Linked DNA regions of Mus musculus: region 2 is linked to region 1. A link is a contact called in public HiChIP or PLAC-seq data. All regions are on one chromosome and are shown on one strand. Each heading gives the region's core, a stretch centred on a gene start, on an enhancer-like site or on the middle of the called end of the contact. The rest is flanking DNA. Distances are from core to core; before and after follow the strand shown. Region 1 overlaps Nckap5 (NCK-associated protein 5). Region 2 has its middle 95 kb from the start of Nckap5.

What was found. HiChIP or PLAC-seq counts read pairs in DNA pulled down with a chosen protein or histone mark.
Region 2: an H3K4me3 HiChIP or PLAC-seq map of neural progenitor cells shows a contact between it and region 1, with 6 times the contacts expected there. The contact joins two enhancer-like sites. A contact is called at or near these places in 4 of 484 Hi-C or Micro-C datasets (the HL-1 cell line, cerebellar granule neurons, cerebellum and 1 more), 4 of 115 datasets of contacts at active chromatin or transcription factors (embryonic stem cells, neural progenitor cells and stem cell-derived neural progenitor cells) and 1 of 9 other capture datasets (embryonic stem cells).

Annotation. Positions count from the first base shown.
Region 1 is chr1:126,682,691-126,685,990 of GRCm38.p6, reverse strand. The region is part of intron 2 of Nckap5 (NCK-associated protein 5); the gene reads left to right. Among named protein-coding and RNA genes, the nearest start is that of Nckap5, 150 kb to the left of the region's middle. Within about 2 kb of position 1,775, at least 66 of the 459 cell types and tissues checked have an H3K27ac peak or open chromatin away from gene starts, as enhancers often do. A contact at or near this core is called in neural progenitor cells and stem cell-derived neural progenitor cells, where this site is marked.
Region 2 is chr1:126,923,876-126,926,934 of GRCm38.p6, reverse strand. No RefSeq gene overlaps it. Among named protein-coding and RNA genes, the nearest start is that of Nckap5, 95 kb to the right of the region's middle. Within about 2 kb of position 1,279, at least 61 of the 459 cell types and tissues checked have an H3K27ac peak or open chromatin away from gene starts, as enhancers often do. A contact at or near this core is called in neural progenitor cells and stem cell-derived neural progenitor cells, where this site is marked.

The DNA of each region.
Region 1 (3,300 bases), core at 526-3,025:
GGGCTAAGAGAAGCAACCTGTGCGGAGATGAAAAGCAAGCATAGACAAGTTTAAGTGTGTGTGTGTGTGTGTGTGTGTGTGTGTGTGTGTGTGTGTGAGAGAGAGAGAGAGAGAGAATGAGAGAGAGAGAGAGTGAGAATGAGAATGCATGTGTGCCCATATTCAATTAGCTGTGGAAACAATGGAGCAGCCTTGGATATCTTCCTTGGTGGCAGCTGCTCTCCACTTTTGGTGCAGGGTCTCTCACTCTCACCTGGAAATTGCTAGTTTACCACTTTGCCTGCTGAGCCATCCCAAGTCAGGTGACCAGAGCGGGTAACAGGTGGCAGGCAGGGAGGTGGCAAGATATGACCCTATCCCCATAGTTTGTTGAGACATGGTCTCATTATTCAACCCCGACTTTCCTAGATTTTTACTATGTGGAGCAGGTTACTTGTGAACAGAGATTTGCCTACCAATACATGAGTGCTGGGATGAAGGGCTACCTCTGTTTCCTGAGAGTGCTGCAATTGAAGGCAGGTATCACCACACTCAATAGTCAATAGTGGTGTTTCAGCCTGTCACCTTGGAGTATTTGTCAGAACTCACGTCCTATGCTCCTGTGTTACGGTGTTTTTTCCTGCAGGGTCCCTGATGAAGATGCCTGGTGCAGAGCTATGTGCCCATTTATGGCACTGGCTATATAAGAGGGTGGGCTAGTAGACTGGTCACTTCATTAAAATCTAAATTCTTGGGCCGGAGATATGGCAAGTATGGTTAAAGCAGTTGTCAACTGAGCTCAGATGCCCAATATCCTCCCAGTATCCTCCTAGTATCCTCCCAGTATCCTCTTAAGAAGCCAGGTATGGTGGCAGATGTTTGTAATCTGCTGTGACAATGGAGATGTGAGACTGGCTGGTGCCTAGGGCTCACTAGCATACACAGCGACCCTTGGGGGATTAGAAGCCCTGTCTGCACAAAGGTTGATGGTTTCTGAGTAGCAATAACCTAAGTCATCCACTGGCTTCCATATGCAAGTGCACACATAATGCATATAAACACTATGTGCACCTTCACACACATGAAGGCAGTCACGCGCACAATTATAAATAAGAAAGCTAATAAATACCTTGTACAGATGTGCTTGGCTGAAGAACCCAACTACATTAGATATACATGCCTCTGCCTGTATGAGCTTGGCCATCTTACCTGCCTTCTCTGGGCTTCCACACTCTAATTTGTAAGCACACCAAATTGTCTCTCCCTCCATGGGCAAGTAGAAGAACCAAAGAAAGATGATAACACCCAGCATATGCAGTTCTGTGCCTTGCTTGCCCTCTTTGTAGTGTAAACCCAAGATGGCGAGCGGCTCACTTGGTCTGCACATAGAAGGGGATTGAGAAGACAAGTCTCTTCCCTTTGTTTAAAGCATACATGTATGGTCTGTAAGAAACAAATCAGCATAACCAGAATGCTCTCAGCCAGAAACGCCTCCTCCCGTTCCTTGCTACAGGTTGGCTCTTGCCAAGCCCAGAATTCCTTTCTTCTTACCCCAGTTGCTCAGGAGTTCCCTATTAATGACTAGGCCAGACCTTTTAATATGGAACATTGTATTTTTTTTTTTCTGGAACTTTTGGGCTTCTGCCTTCACAGCTGAATTCTGGCCAATGACTATTTATAACAGGTAATTTTATTCCAGAGTCTTCCCAAAGTGCCCAAGCACATGCACAATGACTTGCTGTGCCCTGGGTCCTGCTGAGTCTTTCTTCCCCGGGCCCCTGCTGAATCAGACTGGGCCGGGCCATGAAGCCCCTCTTTGTTTGCCTTCTGTCTTCAGTTGCTCTGAGCTCTGCCAACTTGGAGCAGTGGGAGATAGATGGATTTCGGAGGAAGGAACTGGAGACCGTTTCCCATCTAACTACCTCCCTTATTGAGGGAGGAGCAGAGGACAACGTGGAGGGGTCTAAGTGGAAAAAGCTTTCCACTACATAAAAAGAAAGAGGAAGCGGGGTTTCAGTGGCATTTTGCCAGGTTCCAGGAATGCGCCAACCCTGGGAATTGGCCCCTGGCCAGCCCCCTCAGCGGCTGCTGACTTGGGAAAACGGGCTCTTTGGTGGCTGCCAAGAATGTAGACAATGGCCTTTTGGATAGCTCAGCTTTTGAAAGTTTGGCTTTTGTTTTATTATCACCAAAGGTAACATTTATTGGGCACCTATGTATACAGGCCAAAAGATAAAACGCATGATTAGGAGTCCCTGTAACTTAACCAGGCAGAAGAGCCAGGGTCCAGGCTAATACAGAAAGCCTGCATCCAATTAGGATCTAATCCTCTACTGGGGCATGCTGCTACCTTAAATGTGAGTGCTGTGCTACCCGGGATTCTAGAATTAAAGTTGGTTTTAAGTGTTAAGCTGAGCTATAAATGAAGTAAGTTTAGTCCATTGTCATTTGGTTGAGAAAAATCTTGGTTGTAGATCAGGTGTGTCCTGATTGAAGGAAAGGAAAGATGCCAGGCTCAATGCTTGGTTTAGGACAGAGTAGCCCTGATCTACATTGAACACTATTGTCAGGAAGGGAAAGAGAGTAGCAAGTTACACACACACACACACACACACACACACACACACACAAACCTTTTAATATGTGATCTACTAGTAAGGAGTGGTGGTTATGGTATTATTATTTATCAAGATTTATTTTTTTGTGATTTATGTGAACTTTTTTTTTGGTCTGTGTTTGTGTTAATATATTCTATATGTGCGCTGGCACTCATGGAAGCCAGGTGTCAGATCCCAGGGGCTGGGGTTACAGACAATTGTAAGCCATCCAATATGGGTGCTGAGAACCAAACTTGAGTCTTCTTAGAAGAGCAGTGATTACTTTTAACTGCTGAGCCATCTCCTCAGACACTAAATGGTGTTATTTTAGCAATAACTGATTTCATCCTGTAAGGAGTCTATTGAAATGGCTCACTAGGTAAACTTGTCACATAAGCATGAGAGTCTGGGCTCAGTCCCTTCAGAAACTCTTAAAAGAGCCCAGCCCCAGCACTGGGGAGAGAGGCAGCAGGACTTGCTGGCCAGCCAGTTTTACTAAGCCCATGCAGTCCAGGTTCATTGAGAGACACTGAGAAAATAAGGTGGGGCCACAGGCGGCTAAGTGGGTTAAGGAGATTGCCTCTCAAGTCTTGTCCCGCTGAAATCCGTTCCAGGAACCCATGGAAAGGTAAAAGGAGAGAATCAGCTTCACAGAGTTGTGCCCTGATCTCTAAATGCGTACGATGGTACACATGTCCCTCCTACAGCAGCCACACACATACAG
Region 2 (3,059 bases), core at 30-2,529, 240 kb before region 1:
TGGCAGATTTCTCCAAAGAATAAATCTGTGATGGAGGATACTTTTGGTATCTTCTTTGGATGACTGGGTCTTGACATTTTACTTAATTAAAAATTATTTGTTGTGACTGTAACTTCCGTTTCAAATTAAACCATCAGACTTCCTAATTTTTCGGTCCGTTAGTTACGTTGAATCCCAGTTTTCGGCACTCATCTTTATGTACCTCCCTGGGATTTTGTTGGTAGGTCAGAGGGTGCACTTAGGTCAGTGCCTTCTGAGAAAATTAAGAGCTGAGTGGACAGTCCTGGGGTGGGGTACAAGTGTGTTAATTTCTTATTCAGGAATCCTTACCTGCATTCTAGAAACAACCCTTTACTCTGAAGAGTAGGAGAGTGAAGGAACCAGTATCCCCTCTGAGTTCCAACCCTGCTCCTGTGAGCTCCCAGCTCAGAGGTGCTCATGTTGACTTTGAGTAAGCCCTGGCTCGTCTCCTACTTACGCTTTCATGTATTAGAAAGGTTGTATGGGGGTGGGGGAAAGCTCAGTCATTAAAGTGCTTGCCTTGCAAATATAGATCAATCACCCAGAAGCCATGTTTAGAATACTGGGCATGGTAGTGAGCTCTCATAGTCCCTCTGCTGGAAGGCTGAGAGACAGGTGGATCCTCAGGGCTCACTGGTCAGCCAGGCGAGACTATTAGCATGTTTTAGGTCAATGAGAAACTCTCATTAATTGTTTAAATGGAAGATGCGGAAGGAACAGCGCCCACAGTTGCCTTCTGGATTCCTTATTTGTAGGTACAACCTCAGCCACACGAAAGAGGGATGATGACATTTTTCATACTCTGTTCATGAAAGATTATCAGGAGGGGTCAGGCTCAAGTCAGCACCATGTCAGGGTGCCTATTACAGAGCCCGTGTCTGGTGAAGATGGTGACAACTCTGCCAGCAGCCAATCATCTTACTTTCAGGACCATTGTGCCATGGCAGCCTTTTCTGAGGATGCTTCAAATACCCCGTGGAGCCCAGGGAAAGGCATCAGGACTCCAGAATGCCCCAGATCTTAGAGTAGCCATATGTGGGGCACAGATGTGTACAGTTAACAGCTCTACTGTTTCTCTCACCCCTTAAATCGGGTGACTTAACCCGCGGCATTTAGCTACTGCACTCAGAATCCTCCTGTTGCCGGTACTGCTCTCAAAACACAGTAGGGCAGGCTCTGAGCCAAGTCTTGGGCAGTGTCTGCCAGGATTGTCTGAAAGCCAATAGGAGTCTCTGAGCCAAGAATGGTTGTTGGCCCAGAGAGACCACAGGGCCTCCTAACCAGTAGGGAGGGGAATCACCGCCCATAGTGTCTCATAGAGAAGAAGGAAAATAGACACTGAAGTCAGCATAATTCCCGGGGAGTTCCAGCGAAGACTGGCAGATAAAGGCTTGGGTTCTGGAATCTTAGGTCAGATTGCTGCCTCAGAGCACAGAGGTGACACTCCCAGGGACAGACGCAATGATCTCATTTTGCTCTGTAGAGACATGGATAGGAATCACAGCATTCTCATCTGACCAGGTCTGAAAGGCAGCCTCTGTTTACAGACAGATGTCTGACAGGACCAGCCAGCATGATGTAGTGATGTCAAGAGAGCCTACACAAGAGCAGGGGGGAGCCATTCAAACAGAGCCTTCCTCTGTCATAGTTGGAACCAATCTGCTAGGTCCCAAGGCTCCAAGGCTCGTATTACAAACTCCTTATTCCCCTTTCCCTGCCTCAAAGAAAAACGGTATCATTGTGACAACCGCAGCACACACCCTTACCTGCATGAGTCTTTCCTTGTATTTGGTCTGGAATCCTATCAGCACACACTGTAACATCTCCTTCACGCTGGAACTCAGTTCTTTAGTTTTACCTTGGAACTTTTTTTTTCTTTTAAAAATAATTTTCCAATTTTTATTTGGACACTTGACACGTGAATATAATGAATCTCGGTCTCTTTTTATCCTTTGACAATTTCATGTATGTATATAAAGGGTTTTGGTCATTTCCTTCCCCTTCCAGACACCCCGTCATCTTTCTCCCCCACTGAAACTTCCCTTCCCAATAACCCAATTTGATGTCTTTTTAATGATTTATTTTTGGGACTCACCAAGTTTAGTTAGGGCTGTGTGCATAGCATGGATGAGGGTTATTTACTGGAGCACAGGCAATAGCACCCTGGCAGAGAATGACTCTTCCCAGCGACCATTCACTGTCCACAGTCTTCCAGGGAGGGGACGAAGCCAATAGGAGTTGGGATGCCTATTACAGAGCCCGCGCTCCCCACTGTGCCTGATGGAGTGTTCATCAGCCTAGTCCTTCAGAGGTCAGCACAGCTACAGCGAGCTCATGACTGAGCCCTCAATAGATATGTCTTAATCATTCTTCTTTTTCTGTTTTCGCTTGCTTGTTGGTGATAGCCTATGTGTTGAAATTGTGTCCAATCTACATGTATATGTTTATTTATGCTTGTGGTGGCTGCAGGGGATGGGATCAGAGGACAACTTGCAGGAATCAGGTTTCTCCTTCCGCTACCGGATCTCTGGGATTGAACTAGGGGCATCAGGCTTGGTGGCCGAGCCTCTCCTTGGCCCTGTGCTTATTTTCAAGGTTTACTCGGGGTAGTCTTCTTTGGAATTCTCTCTTTTCACAGACAATGTCTTTGTGTTCCTTGCCCAGAAGGGCAACGAGAGGCAATGGAGCATCCTGGACTTGGCTTGGGAAACTGTGGACCTGAAGTTTGGCTCTGACTCTGCCTGGTTGGCAAGCTCCTTGTCTGCAGAGCTGATTTGCTCCTCTATAAAATGGTGCAATAAAACTTACCTCACTTCACCTAAGAGGCCATGGGGTGTGGCAGAGAACACAGGCTATGATGAAGCCAAAACAGTGGGTTCAAGTGTTGAGTCTGCCTTTCACGAGCTAACTTTGTATGAGTTCTCTCATCTCCCAGGGCCTTCCTTGGTTTCTTTACCACGATACCAGTGCACTATGGGGCAAGCTTGGGAGGACTCCGTGGATTGGTGTGTAAGTAGAACACAGAACAACTTGACACA